2 separate regions of the Delphinus delphis genome follow, and region 2 is linked to region 1. Evidence: chromatin contacts called from public Hi-C data. All regions are on one chromosome and are shown on one strand. Each heading gives the region's core, a stretch centred on a gene start, on an enhancer-like site or on the middle of the called end of the contact. The rest is flanking DNA. Distances are from core to core; before and after follow the strand shown.

Evidence for each region. A called contact is a pair of places that touch in the nucleus more often than the background predicts.
Region 2: a contact with region 1 is called in a Hi-C map of lung, with 4 times the contacts expected there. The contact joins the promoter of PDLIM2 here to the promoter of PPP3CC in region 1. A contact is called at or near these places in 2 of 3 Hi-C or Micro-C datasets (lung and muscle).

Annotation. Positions count from the first base shown.
Region 1 is chr6:99,396,995-99,404,153 of mDelDel1.2, reverse strand. PPP3CC (protein phosphatase 3 catalytic subunit gamma) reads right to left here and starts at 4,271. Exons shown (of 15, transcript XM_060015143.1): 1 at 3,886-4,271. The coding sequence starts at 3,934.
Region 2 is chr6:99,524,251-99,531,409 of mDelDel1.2, reverse strand. PDLIM2 (PDZ and LIM domain 2) reads right to left here and starts at 2,459. Exons shown (of 10, transcript XM_060015154.1): 1 at 2,332-2,459; 2 at 795-889; 3 at 1-97. The coding sequence starts at 887. SORBS3 (sorbin and SH3 domain containing 3) reads right to left here. Exons shown (of 21, transcript XM_060015151.1): 21 at 5,721-6,565. The coding sequence ends at 6,504.

The sequences.
Region 1 (7,159 bases), core at 3,022-5,521:
AACCTAGGAAAACATGTAGTTTAAGTAAGTGAAAAGTTCAGGAAAATTTTTTTCTTGTAATCCTTCATTTGGCATTTGATTTATTAATTGAAAGTTTTATTTTAATACTTATTAAAAGTATGTGCTTTATAATATATAGAAAATAGCCACAAGAAAAAATAGAAAATTACTATATTTTATCTTGTTCTACCACTCTTTGTCTAGTAGTATGTGTACATGTATGTTCTAATGTATCATAATTTTTCATTTTCATTTAAAAATCTAATGTCCCCAATTCTATTCAGTTTTAAACTATAACAACTTTAACTTCGTATTTTGTAAAGGGCTAAAAGTATGATTTAAACTACAGATGGATATTATATTTTAAACCTAAATGAAAGATAATGTAAATAATAAGCATAGATCTGATTTGAATAAAGATTTTTAAATAGTAAAAATAAATAAATAAATAAAGTGCACAATTCAATGATTAAAAAAAAAAAAAAAGAAGAAGTCTGACTTCTGTTAAAACCCCTTCGGCCACCAAAGAGCAAACTCAGACAATGGATTCTCTATATTTGTTATGTAATGCCTAGTGAAATTTCCTTGCTGTTTCTGAAAAGATTCAGCTTACAGGAATAAACTTTTTATAAAAATCACTGTCAAAGAAAAAAAATTCCTTCAAACAGGAAAAGAAACTTGGAAACCAGAAAAAAAAATCAAGCTGAAAGATTTTCAAAATGCAGTTATCTGGGTTTCTCGTTTTCTGCTCCAGATACGAGTAGTGTTGCCCCCAGTGTATATGGACTGTTCTGGAGGCTCATACAAATTTTAATTTTTAAAACAAAGAAGCAGCAAATGAGCACCAATTGGGAATACATTACAGATGGCTCTCCATAAACATTTAATAAATGAGTGAAATCATAAGAATGTTTATATTTTTAAACACAAAATAAATACCTTCAACTGCTAGAGAAGAAACCAGCTGCCAGAGAAGTACTAGACAGACTGTATTATTGGTTTGTATGCTGTTATCCATGGGATTCCACCCAGATATCCTTTATATTGTAGAAGAGGTATTTTCCTGACTGGGAACAGTTTCCTAACTTATAATTTCATATGCTTTCCGATTCTGATATTTTTTGAATGTTAATGATTTCTCTATTATCCACTTATGAAGCAGCTGATTTATTCTCACACTACTATCATGTTTCATAATACTACCTTGTCTTAAGCTTTTCACATCCATTATGTCATTTGCGTGGCTGAGATGTTTGACAAAGAAGGTATTATTAACCCTATTTTGCAGATGAGATTATTGAAGCAAAAAAAGAGAGAGTTTAAGTAAAAAGGCAAGGTTAAAAAAAAAAGGCAAGGTCACAAGTAAGCCCGAGAAGTAGGAGTAAAACCTCCAATCTAGTCCTTCATTTTAGGAAGGCTGCTATTTAAAAGACACAAAATACAAATCACTCCCACCCACCCACTCTTCTCCAAGATTTGCTCAAGCAAAACAATTAAGCAGAATTTAAAGTTAACAGGAAATGACAAAACCAAGAATAACTGGGGTGTGGTCTCACCTCTGAAAAAGATTTCCAGCTGTGAATAAATGCAAACAACTCTGGCCAGAAAAGATAATATTAGATCAGGATTTAGAACCCAGTACAGTACAACCGGACCTTAGCTATATATACAGTGACACCTTACTTTCTTAGAATAAACCTCAATATTTCAAACTCAGGAAAACCCAGAAAAAAAAAGCAACGTAAGTCACCAGGAAGCCAAAATTGCTGTGTTCAAGTTCTTATACTAAAGTTTTTATATATGAGACAAATCCACCCATTCTAAGGGCTTGAAATCATTTATGTTTCATTTTTTTAAGGGTAATCTTATAATAACATGCAGTAATTTATAAAATTTCACCAAAAAACAAATTTAAATCATATAGACTATGAGGGTATTCACTTAACTGTGGGCATGCCTAGCAATAAGCCAGCACCTGCATTTTAGCTACATATTGTTTTACTTTCCTTCTATATTTAAGGGTCTGAAAGGGTCATTTAAAAATTTCCTTGATATCTTACGGCACGTTATGGTAGAAATTACATACTACAATGGCGATCAGAATTTGAGATTCACGAAGGTCTGAGGACTACCACCACTAAGCTTCACTCAGATCCTATTTATTCTGACTTGACACACTATTCTGGTTTATCTGGTTTCCCTGCCTACTTCAGCTTAGAAGTGGCAGATTAGAAGGGCATATTTTGACAGATAGAGAGCAGTACTGCAGCAGATAAACTAAGAACAGACAAAAGCACTAAACTGGTATAGCAGTGAGGAGTCATTTCAGCACAGGAGGAAACTGCCAACACCCTTATACAGTAGAATGCACCAGCCATATTAACTGCATAGGACAGAAATTAATGTACATAATGATGACCTTGATTTATCAAAAAAGATTATGTTTAGTAGATTCTGAATCTTAAGAGAGGGTTATATACTCTTCATGGGTTATATACTATAAAGACTGACATTAAAATGGTCAAAAGAATTTAGCAGTTAAAGGGCTGTCAGTTCTATGAACAATTCTCTTAAATCCCTAATGATACCACACAAATGCTGAGTAGATAAATCTCAAAAACCTCATTACATTTAGTAAATATTATATAGTGTAGATAATTAACATTTATGATCAACACTTATGATGATGACTTTTTTGGGGGGAAAACTACATTACACACTAAAATTACATATTGCAGGCAATCAACATTTATGATGCTGAATTTTTTAGGGGAAAAAAAACACCTAAGTTATACACTAAAATTCTCTCCCTTCATTGAACATTCAATAATTTTTCTCCACTTAAAAAAAAAGTTTTCTTGTCACCAATCCTGGTTTCCTTTCTCCTTCTAATTACCAGAATGAAAAAATAAAAGTATTTTAATAGTTTTCCCCACTTACAATTAACCCCTTTATTCAGAGGTCACTAACACACCTGGTCTCGGTATATTCCCTTCTTACAAAATAGTGCTTTCAAACCGAGTATTAAAACTCAGAAGAGTTGTACTTGTCTTATGTCTGAACAAAAGAGGCACATAAATTAGTGGTTATATTTAAACCACTATTCTTAGTTTAAGGGCAGAAACAACTACAATGTAAAACCCTGTATGTATTAGTAAGGAACACTTTAGTTTATTTTGGACATCTGAAACAGGGAACATCATTCTCCAAGTCTCTATGGCCAAAAGGAAAATAAAACACCAAAAATCATGTCAAGAGATCTGTAGATCCCTTTCAAATATCACAATATGAATTTATTTGCATTTATTTCACTATATTGTTTCTTTTACTAACAGCAGTGACTTGTGATGATCTGAAGAAAGTGGGCTAAAAGGTACGTGGTATCCATCCTTAAAAAAAGGGTGGGGAAGAGGCAAGAAAGATCTGATCCTACAGAAGAGGAGCGGCAGAAAGATCTGACTTGGAAGGGTCTACTCAACTCCCTACCCACATCACCCTAGATGGTTTCCCCCAGGTAAGAGCCTAGAAAAGAGGAATCGTTTCTTTTAAAAAATATGTGGATCCAGACTCTTTGGGGGTGGTGGGAGAAGAGATCGCCACCCTGCCTGGAAATCCGACACTACGGGAGATAAATAAGCAATCTCCAGCTAGCTACTGGTCCAGGTGCAACAGAAAACGCCCGGCGCCCCCGCGGGGGAGCCCCGGTGGAGATCCCGGCCTCCCGTCTCCCACACCCCCTCCAGGTCCTCCTCCGGGATGGGCGCCGCCAGGGATCCCGCCGCCCTCCTGCCTCCTGTCCTCGGCTCCCTCCCTCCGGCCCCGAGCCTTCGCCCGGCCGAGGGCCGTTTGCCGCTGGTCGACTGGAAGGCCCGGCCCGCTTGGCACCTTTGATGACGCGTTCGGTGGTGGAGAGGTGGAGGTTCCTCCCGGACATGGTCCCCTCGGCCTCCTCCCGGTCCAGGAGACCGCCAGACGTGCGCCTCCGCCTTCGCCTCCAGCGGTCTCGGCTCCCCGGGGCCGGTCAGTCAGCCGTGCCCCGGCCCGGCTCCTCAGGGCGGCCCAGGCACCAGAAGGAGGCGGCCGCGGCAGCCCAGCCTCGAACCCCACGGACAGGATGCGGGCCCACCGGCCGCTCCCTCCTGAGGCGCGGACTCGCGAGCGCCCGCGACCGCAGTCGAGGGAGGCAACCCCAGCGGCCGCGGCTGCGCGCGGCCCGCCCCCGCGTGCGCGCGCGTGCGCGTTCCCGCTCGACGCCCTCCTAACTTCCCGGCGGCCCGCGCGCCGCCGGCGCCGGCGCCGCGCCGAGGCCCAGCGCGCGGCCCCGCTGCCTCAGCCGGCTGGGCCGCCTGACCTCCCACTCCCGGGCAGTCAGCGACCCCGGCTTTACCCTCCGCGCGGAGGCTCCCGGCCCGCGCGGCCGCCCTCCGCGCACGCGCGCTTCCTTCCGCTTTAGCTTCCGAGAGTAGTGTTCCCTTCTCTGCCTGCCCCTCCTGCAGCTGACTCCTTCTCGGCTGCCTGCGCCGCGCGGGCCTGGATCACCTAACAGCGGCCCCTCGGTCCTGCACCAAAAGCCCCAGTGGAGCAGCGGCCATCTTGTGACCCGGCCCGAGCGACCCAGCAGCCTCTCGGCGGAGCAGTGCACCTCCTGTCCGCTTGGGGCCACCTTGCAGGGAGCCCTTGTCTTCCCAGACCTTCCCCACGGGTGACCTCCCTCCCTTTCCTCGGGGTCTCCCCCCCACTCTGTCTGGGAGACGTTATCAAGTTGATCAGGCTCCTTCCCACAGTTTACCCTCCCCCCAGTCAGTAAAACCCATTTAAACCCCTGGTTTAAGTTGTCACATTTGTCGAGGGCGGTTAGTATAGTAAGAAGGACGATCGCGTCCATCCTAGTTCTAATCCGGTAGTGCGCGGGGAGGGGCGGTTTCCGAGTGGGTGGATAAGACCCTCCGCTAGGTGCCGTGGCCTCCTCTCTGCCTTTGCACTTGTCAGAAAGGGGACGGCAGCCGGCTCCATGGAGCCCCTGGGCCAGACCTCCTCTGTGCAAGGAACTGACCTTTTCATAAGTTCTGCGTGTCACCTACACAGCTAGGAGTGATCCCTTCTTCCCCTCTGACGCAGTGACACAGTACCTGCCTCCCCCGGTCATCCTTACTGTGGAACACGATGGGCAAGTCTCCGTAGATTTAGCAATCTGACTCCTCTCCAGGTTAAAAACTGACCTTTTCTCTCCTTAAATTGTAAGCCTAGAATAGAAACTGTCTTCCCTCATCGAGTATAGTGCCTGGTAAAGTCAAAAGTATTTTGATTTTAGCCGTGATAGTGGAATATTGAAACTGAGATCCAAGGAAGTATATGCAAATTACAGGCAAACCGGTCTTAACAGTTACTGTGGTGGCCAATGAGTAGTCATAGGTGGCTCTGTACATTTAAATTAAATAAAATTTAAATATTCATTTCTTTAAGTGCACTAGCCATGTAAGTGCTTGATAGCTACCTGTGGCTAGTGGCTAACTAATTGGATGTGGTAGAATAGGACACTTCCATCATAGCAGAAAGTTCTTTTGTACAGCTTCCTGGTAAAAGATTATAGGAGTTAAACCAAATCTCCTTTACTATAGATTTATGTATTGGGAGGAGATCTGGGGATACACACTGGAGTCAGACCCTGAATTATGCCTTGCAGTTTTGGCCTAAGGCCATTCATAGCAATCCCAGCAAGGCAGGAGCACCTGAGGGAGCTGAATAGATTTTGGTTCTGTTTTCTTGGGTCTTGACTTCAGGCTTCCACCCAAGAGAATTGTTCAGATATCCTGAGGAAGTTCTTCACTTAGGAAGTAATCAGAGCTCCACACGTCTATCAAACAGAGCAAATTTCTAATGGTCAAAAATAAATTGTTCCCTGCAGCGTAGTAGAGGCTAAACGTCATCTGGAAGAACAAACAGGATAGCTAAAAACAAAGAGTTTAGGAAAACATTGCAAACCAATGTGAAGAGATGGATTATCCAATAATAGTTGTGGAAGAAGTAACCAACTATCTGGATCTCAGATATATCTTTGTTTTTTTGGCCACACTGGGCAGCATGCAGGATCTTAGTTCCCCAACCAGGGATTGAACCTATGCCCCCTGCAGTGGAAGCACAGAGGTTTTTTTGGGTTTTTTTTTTGCGGTACGCAGGCCTCTCACTGCTGTGGCCTCTCCCGTTGCAGAGGACAGGCTCCGGACACGCAGGCTCAGCGGCCATGGCTCACGGGCCCAGCCGCTCCGCGGCATGTGGGATCTTCCTGGACCAGGGCACGAACCCGTGTCCCCTGCATCGGCAGGCGGACTCTCAACCACTGCGCCACCAGGGAAGCCCGAAGCACAGAGTCTTAACCACTGCACCGCCAGGGAAGTCCCTGGGTCTCAAATTGGAGCCACTCCTTAACACCAAACTTCATAAGTAATAAAATATGAGAATTAAAACAAGATGGTATTTTTCACAAAGCAAAATGGAAAACATTTTAAAAAGGTGACACTCTTGGTAGAATTATAAATTAGCACAATCTCTCTGGAAAGGGATTTGGCAGTATCAATCAAAGAAGATATATGTATAGCCAATGAAAAGATTCTCAACATTGTTAGTCATCAGGGAAATGCAAAATAAACCATACTGAGATACCACTTTACTAGCCTAGTAGAAGAGCTAAAGTTAAAGACTCTCGGGCTTCCCTGATGGCGCAGTGGTTAAGAATGCAGGGGACACGGTTCCGAGCTGTGGTCCGGGAAGATCCCACATGCCGCGGAACAACTAAGCCCGTGCGCCACAACTACCGAGCCTGTGCTCTAGAGCCTGCGAGCCACACCTACTGAGCCCACGTGCCACAACTACTGAAGCCCACCCACCTAGAGCCTGTGCTCCGCAACAAGAGAAGGCACCGCAATGAGAAAACTGCGCACCGCAATGAAGAGTAGCCCCCGCTCGCCGCAACTAGAGAAAGCCCGTGCGCAGCAACGAAGACCCAACGCAGCCAAAAATAATTAATTAATTAATTTTAGAAAATGACTCTCAACACGGAAGTGTTGGCAAGGATGGAAGCAACTCTCCTACATCGCTGGTGGGAGAGTAAAATGCTACAACTACTTTGAAAGTTTCTTGTAAAGTTAAATATACACCTACT
Region 2 (7,159 bases), core at 1,210-3,709, 130 kb before region 1:
CGGCATGCAGCATGCTCTTTGCACTCTCACCATTGATGGCCACAATAATGTCACCGGGCCGGAGGTCAGCGGCTTCGGCCTTGCCCTCCTCAGTTACCTGTAGGGGGTGAGGAGCAGGTAGTCTGAGGTGACACTCAGGCAGGTAGGGATGGAGAGGAAGGGATTTCCTTGTCCTGCCCAAGAAACACAGAGGCTGGTTTCAACCAGGCTGGCCTGCATCTCCCTTTAACATCTCTCTCCCCGCCTGCCGGTGTCCACCCAGCCCACCAGCCAATCCCCTCCAAAAGCTGGAGTGGCAGCCCCCCGCCACCCACCTCAGCGCTGGCCTTCTAACGGGGCTCCCCAAAGAACGTGTAATGGCAGAACTTCAGGAACTGTGCTTGGAAATACTTCTGGATAGAGAGCCCTGCCCGTGCAAATCAAATCATGCCTGCACGCAGGCCCTCTGCGTGAACACTCCCTGGCCTGGACCTGGGTCAGGGGAAAACTGTCAAGAGCTCGGGGCTCCTGTTCTAATCACCTAAAATGGCTGCCAGCACGTATGGGGTTAGTGGCCAAGGAGAAAAGAGAAGGCCTTGCATTGGGCCCAGCTCCCTTTCACTCTCTAGAAGCCTGTTTCTGAAGTGGCCACCGCATCCCCATGGCAACGGGGCCCCAGCCCTGCCCACGCCAACGATCCCAGAAGCAGGCCTCTGGCTTCAAAACAGAAAAAGAAAGGTGTCTGTGAGGACCAAGTGGACAGGGCAGACTCTGATTTTGGGGGTACCTCCCCGTCTCCTGGAACTAGCCCTTACCCTGGTCACCACGATAGGCGTGTGGAAATCCCTGCCGCCCGAGATGCGGAAGCCCCAGGGTGCAGGTCCCACCAAGTCCACCGTCAGCGCCATACCTGAGGGAGAGAGGTTGGAGAGATGGAGCCTGTCCCTCGCCCCGCAAGGGACTCTGTGAGGTGGCAGAAGGGGGTGACAGGTCCCCGGAGGAGCCAGTCAGGGGCTGGCGGTGGGTGGAGGTGGGTAGAGGAAGTGACTAACCTCTCCCGCGTGCCCCAGTTCCACTTCCCCCCACCCTGGGAAGTCAGGACTCCTGAGGTCCCCCTTTGCCCCGTCTTCGGCAGAGCGGCAGGGTGCCACACAGGGGCTTGCTGAGAACAGGCAGGCGGGCGGGCGGGGCTGGCAGGTGGTAGATGTCAGCATTTCCTCCCTCTCCCCTCCTCCACCATCAGGGTGAAGTCCCCCTAGTGCTTGTTTCCGGTCCCCGAAACCGACAGCACAAGAGACTTCCTCCCCGCTCTGGGGGAGGGCAGCGCTCTGGGAACAGAGGTGACAGCACAGAAAGGGGTGGTACCACCACATACTCTCAAGTACTTGGCTGGGGACGGGGCAGCTTGCCCACGTGAGGCCAGGGTCTTCAGAGGGGCCTCCTGGCTGCCTGCCACGCCCCTGGCCGTGTGGTCCAGGTAGGCAAGACTGGGCTTCCCACCTCCGCCAGCAGCCTGCTGCCCTCCGAGCAGCTCCGGCAAGAAGGACGGGCTTATCTGCCAAGCAGGGCACACCCGCCACCGGGCGCTGGCCAACAGGGCGAGCTGACTGATGCTGCCCGCTAGCTGGGGCCCCAGGCCTCCCACCCACTGCCCCTCCACTGGGCAAGGGAGTGTCCCTGTAGACCAGACCCATGTAGGATTTCCTGACCCTCTAGCTCTGGAGTCAGGAGCCAACCCAGGCAGGAAGCTGCAGTGCCAGTCTGGGCCACCGCCCTACCCAGCGCCCACCCTGAGGCCGTCCCTGGGGAGGCCCACAGACTACAAGCGCTGCCCGAGTCTATCAGGCACACTGGGGCCACTTCCCGCGTTTAGGAGCCTGGGGAGAGGGCGCCCAGGCGAGCGGGGCTGTCTGCCCTCTTCCCGGCCCTCCGGCTTCCCCTTTTGCCCAGGCCCAGCCTCTGTCCCTCCCGCAGGCCCCAGGTCGGCGCTGGCGGCTAGCAGATGCCTTGGATTCCCAGACCTTTGAGCCGGCCAGTGGACTCCGCTCCGGGGGCCGCGGGGAGGTGCCCAGACCGTCGGCCCGGCTTGCCCACTTCTGGCTCCTTCTGAGCTCCAAGACCAAAGTACCCGCGCACGCCGGGGGCTGGAGGAGGAGCACCCGGGACGGGAAAGCCCAGCTAGCGGGGGGCGCCGACCGCAGGCGAGGCTGCGGGGAGCGGCCGTGCGCGGAGGAGAGGTCCGGGCGCCGAGCCGGCCGCAGGCGCGCGGAGCTGCGAAGGCGCCGGGGCCGGGGAGGTCGCCGGCCGTGCGGACCGCACGCAGGTGGGCGCGCTCACCCGGCTCCCGCTCACCTGTCGGGCTGGGCGGCCGGGCCGGGGAACGAAGGGAAGGAAGGAGGGAGGCGAGGAGACGCCGCCGTTCCCGCCGCAGCCGTCTGCCCGACTCTGGGGAGAGCCCGCCCGGGACTCCGGGACCTGCCTCCGCCCATGTGATCCCAGGGCCGCCCCTGCCGCCGCCCCTGGCCAGGGAGGCCGCCTCCTCCGCGCAGCTCAGCCCCGGCGCTGCCACCTGGCCCGCGCCCGCTAGGGGCCCGGGGCTACTCTCCCGAGAGCCCCCTAGAGGCTGCGGCCGTCCTCCCCGGGGTGTCCCCATCCTCTCGAGGTCAGGGGAGGTGACCCGGTGACGGGCCCGGAGTCCCACTTCGCAGACAGCTGAGCCTGCTGACCCCCGAAGCTCGCCCAGGCCGCCTTCGCCCCCCCTCCTTCAAAGGGGCCCTGAGTTCCCCCAACCCCAGTCCAGGGCCGGGGAGGGGGAGGGGGAGGGCAGGCTGGGGCTGTCTGCGGTCGGCCCGCCCGGCTCCTCCGCCCACTCCAGGCTCCGAGGCTGGCGCAGATGCAGCCCCGACACCCATAAATCCCAACCCAGAGGCCGCCCCTCCGCCTTCCTGCCTGGCCCGCGCGCTCGCGGGGCGGTGGTCGCGGACTGCTGCGGCGCTTTGGATGCGCAGAGCTTCCCTGCTTGAGATGCGCCGTAAGCCTGCTCCACTCAGGGCGACATGCCAGGCCCAGGAGGAGATGAAGAGAGACTCTGGCTGGAAGTGACCGGGCCCCCTCCTGGGCTACACACGTCCCTTGCGGGCTGATGCCTGTTCCGTTCCTGGCTGCCCTCCCCTCACCCTTTCGGCTGCCCTGCCTGCGGCCGGCCGCTACCAACAACCACCAATGGCCCTGATCCCCCTTGCCCCCAGCCCTCTGCCAACCACCTGGATCCCCGGCTCTAGGGGTCAGGAGAGGACAGCCAAGGAGAGGCCCCAGGTGTCAACTCAGAACCATCTGGCAAATGGTTCCCCCAGAGCCAAACCTGGCAACCCTCACCCTGGGGACCTCAGGGCCCACCAGAGCCGGCTTCTCCCATCTCCCTCTGGTCTCCACTTCACTCTCAGGCTGGCCTGTTTCCAGGGGAGGCCACCTGGAGGCACAGCTGTAACTTGCCTGCCTCAGGTGTGAGTCATTCCCTCTGAGTTCTGTCTGCAAGGTGTGCCCTCACCATCCCTCTCGCTGCCTACCTATGCCCTGGACCAGCCCGCCTCCAAGGCAGCTACGTCCCCTGTCCCTGGCCTCCCACACCCTCTGTCCTCGGTGTGTGTAAGCCACTCTCCCACTAAGAAGTTCCAGGCCTCCTGGTGTGGCCTCTTTGCCTGATGCACCCGTTCTGCCTCCCCAGCTAGACTGGAAGTCCCTGAGGGAACAGGAAGCTGCAGGTAGGGCAGGTACCACTGCCCGGGGGGCTGGGGCTGCCTCTTCCCAGCTGTGTGACCTCGGACAGTTTCCTCAGCCCCTCTGGGTCTCAGTTTCCCCTGTGTAAACTGGGGATGATGCCCAGCTTACCCTCCCGTTGTCCACGCTGCCCTCCTTTTAAAGCTGCCCATTCCTCAGAGGGCAGGGTGGGTTTTGTTTGGTGTGTTGCTCCATTCCTGGAGTGTTCCATTGTATTTTGTTGAAGGGATATTGTTTGAATGATCAAATGGATTCATTTCCCTTTCCTCGCCGCCCATCCCCATCCTGCCAGTTTGTAACAGGGACTCAGTTTTGCACCTCTTTCTGCTCAGACTTTGCCTTGGAGAGTCTCTAGAAAGATCTGCAGGCTCATCGGCAGGATTTCTGCTCTGTGGGCTGTGCAGTCACAAAACTCACAGCGAAGACAAAGTCAGCCGACCCCAGGGCATGTCCCTGTGGCACAGAAGGGCATACGGTTCTGCCCTTAGCAACTCTGTGGCCAAGTGACTCACCTCACTGGGATGAGCGTCCCCAGCAACCTAAGGTCCCTTCTGGCTCTGATCCCCCCTCCGCCCCTCCCACCTCATGCCAAGTCAAAGCAGAGAAGGGGTCATGTACAGGCAGGGCATAGGGTTGATCTGCTGCAGAGGCTCCAGGGCCCCGCCAAAGAGAGGGTGTGGAATTGGTTTCTGCCCTAAGGAAAGGAAGTCTCAACCCTGAGGTCCTTTTTGAGGGCATCAGGCAACTTGAAGAAGCCGAGATGGGGGATCAGGGACAGGCTAGCAGGTTCGTGAGGAATGGTCACTTCCATGGCATGGGCTGGGCCTGCCAACCTAGCAACAGACCATGGTGGGGACTGGGGTGGATGGAGAAGTGAAAGCAGGTCTTGTTCTTCAACCTGCTGTTTAACCAGCAGTGGAGCCTGGGCCGCACCCAGGCACGAGGAGCCTGCCAGGGACCAGCCACAGCCCTGTCATTCACAGGCCTCTCCCACCTGTCCTGAGAGAATTAGCCACCACCGCCTCTTTCCACCCACCTGGGGTGCGGGTGCCCTAGGTGACAGGCCTAGATGACAGGATTGCCAGGAAGAATGTAAGAGAGGCCCAGCCCGGGGCCGCCCCAGGGACCTCACGCGTGACCTTTCTTCTCCAGGGCCTCTGGACAAGGACTGCGCGGGCATTTGGTAGACTGTGCAGAGAGGCAGCAATAGTCATTAGATCTGACTTCAGGTCTATAATGATGTGACCCAATTTCTCTGCCTCAGTCTCTCCTCCTGTAAAATGGACTCATAACCTGCCTGTTGGGATGCTTACATCAGATAACATGTGGGTAACACCGTATGCCCTGCTCATCTCCCAGCAGTGGCCAAGGAATGGAGCTTTTCTTCCCGATTAGAGCGGCCAGGCCCAGACTATGCCCCTACAGGAACCACCAAGCCCCAGAAGAGTCGCCTTGGCTAGCTGTGCCCCACCACTCCCAGCTTCCTGCCATCGATTGCTCAAAAACCCGAGCCCAGAAGAAGAAAGTCAACAAACACACGAGAACTTCGGTGTGGAAATGGAGCACACAGAAGGAAAACATTAGGAGCAGAACAAACAGGAATGCCATTTAGTTCAGCCACCCCACGGCAGCTCCAGAACCAAACAGCCCGCAAACAAGGCCACATTCAGCTCCCATCTCTGGTTTCTCCCCACAGTCAGGCTTTGCCCTCATCCCTGTGACGTTAGTTCTCTCAGCACTGCTTGCCAGACAGCTGCCCAACCCTTGGGGCTGCCCATTCGTGCCTGACACCTGAGATCTTGAGAGATAATAATGGTTCTTTTGCAGCCTCCCGTTAAACACACACACACACACTCACTCACTCATTCACATCCCACCTGATTCCCTACATTAGAAAGAATTCCCATAACCCTAAGCAGGTGGCGCCCTCTCCCACCACAAAGGAAAAGGACAGGAAGGCAAGGTCCCTGATAGCCAGATTTATTTTACATTCTCTTCCACGGGGGACTTGGGGGGTGGGGGCCGCTGGGCAGGCAGGAGGACAGCACACATCAGTCTCCCTGGAATGCATCTGGGACAGGCCAGTCCTCGGAGGCCCCACCCTTTCTGGGCGCTACAGCAGCAGGAGGATGAGCAGGACCCAGGTCCAGGGCTCGGCAGCCTGTGGGAAGAGGGAGCCTTCGGGCAAGACCTCTTGCCAGGCCTCGAATGCTAAGGAAGTGCTGCAGCCATCCTCCATCTCACTCCCAGGCCCAGCTGGAGGCAGGAAGACAAAGGGGATGGCAGGCAAGCTGGAGTGAAAGGGGAGGAATCCCTTCCAGGCGAAGACGGCCTTTGGTCTCTATTAGGTTAGGAAGCTGGTCCTTGTTAGAGGAACCCCATGGGGGTGAAGCTGGGAGCGGGCCCCTGTTAGAGGAAACGCCATAGCAGGGTGGGGTGGCGGACGCGGGGGTCTGGTCTCAATAAGGCCTGGAAATAGTCTCCACTTCAAAGCAGACCTCTATATTTGGGGAGTGGGGTAGGGGAGGAAATAAAAGGGCTGTTAGAGGAATGCTTGTGAATTGTGGGTGGGAATCAGTCCAGGGGGCTTCGAGGGAGGTTCCGTGGGAAAGGCTGCTGAGGTTGTCTGCAGATGCCAGCGGCTCAGGTCCTGGGGGAGGAGGATGGGGGGGCGACCTCTCTCCCGCCCATAAGTGCTCTGCTCCCCATCCCATCCTGGCTGGGCTCCGAGTTGCCATGGAGACCACTCACACCGGGGCTACATAATTTCCAGGGAACGTCCCAAATTTCTGGGTCCTCCGGGAGACACCTGAAATAGGAAAGACAGAAAGAGCATTCCCCACGTTTTACAAGAGGAATGGGGTTGGGGGAAGTGAGAGCCCTGCCCTCTGCTGGCAGAGCCCAGAACTGCAAGTGGAGTCCCGGTCCCAGGGAGGATTTGTTTTTTCTCGCTCCTGCCCCCTAGAGGCAGAAACTTAGGCGGGACAAGCCACACTTCATGATTTCGATAATGATAGACGAAACCTGAGCACTCAACAACTGTGTACAACTCTGCACACAGCACTGAATAACCCCACCCGTCCTTGGGAAAGCAAGGACACAGGAAGATGAATCACAGAACTTAAGCTGGGAGGAATCTCACTGGTCTAGTATGACACCCTAATTTTAGAGATGGGGCAGGTAAGGCCACATGAATTCCCCCAAAGCATTCAGCTGCTTAGAGGCAAAGGCGGGACTAAAATCCAGGCCTCTGTCTGCTACAACCCCAAAGAAACCTGTGTGCTGGGGTAGAGGAGGGAAAATGCTAGAAGACACAGGAATATAAAATGAAATTAAAGTCCTGGACCTTCCCTTCCCGGCAGGCAGCCATTCCATCCTCTCTTCTGAGCAGCCCAGGCCCATC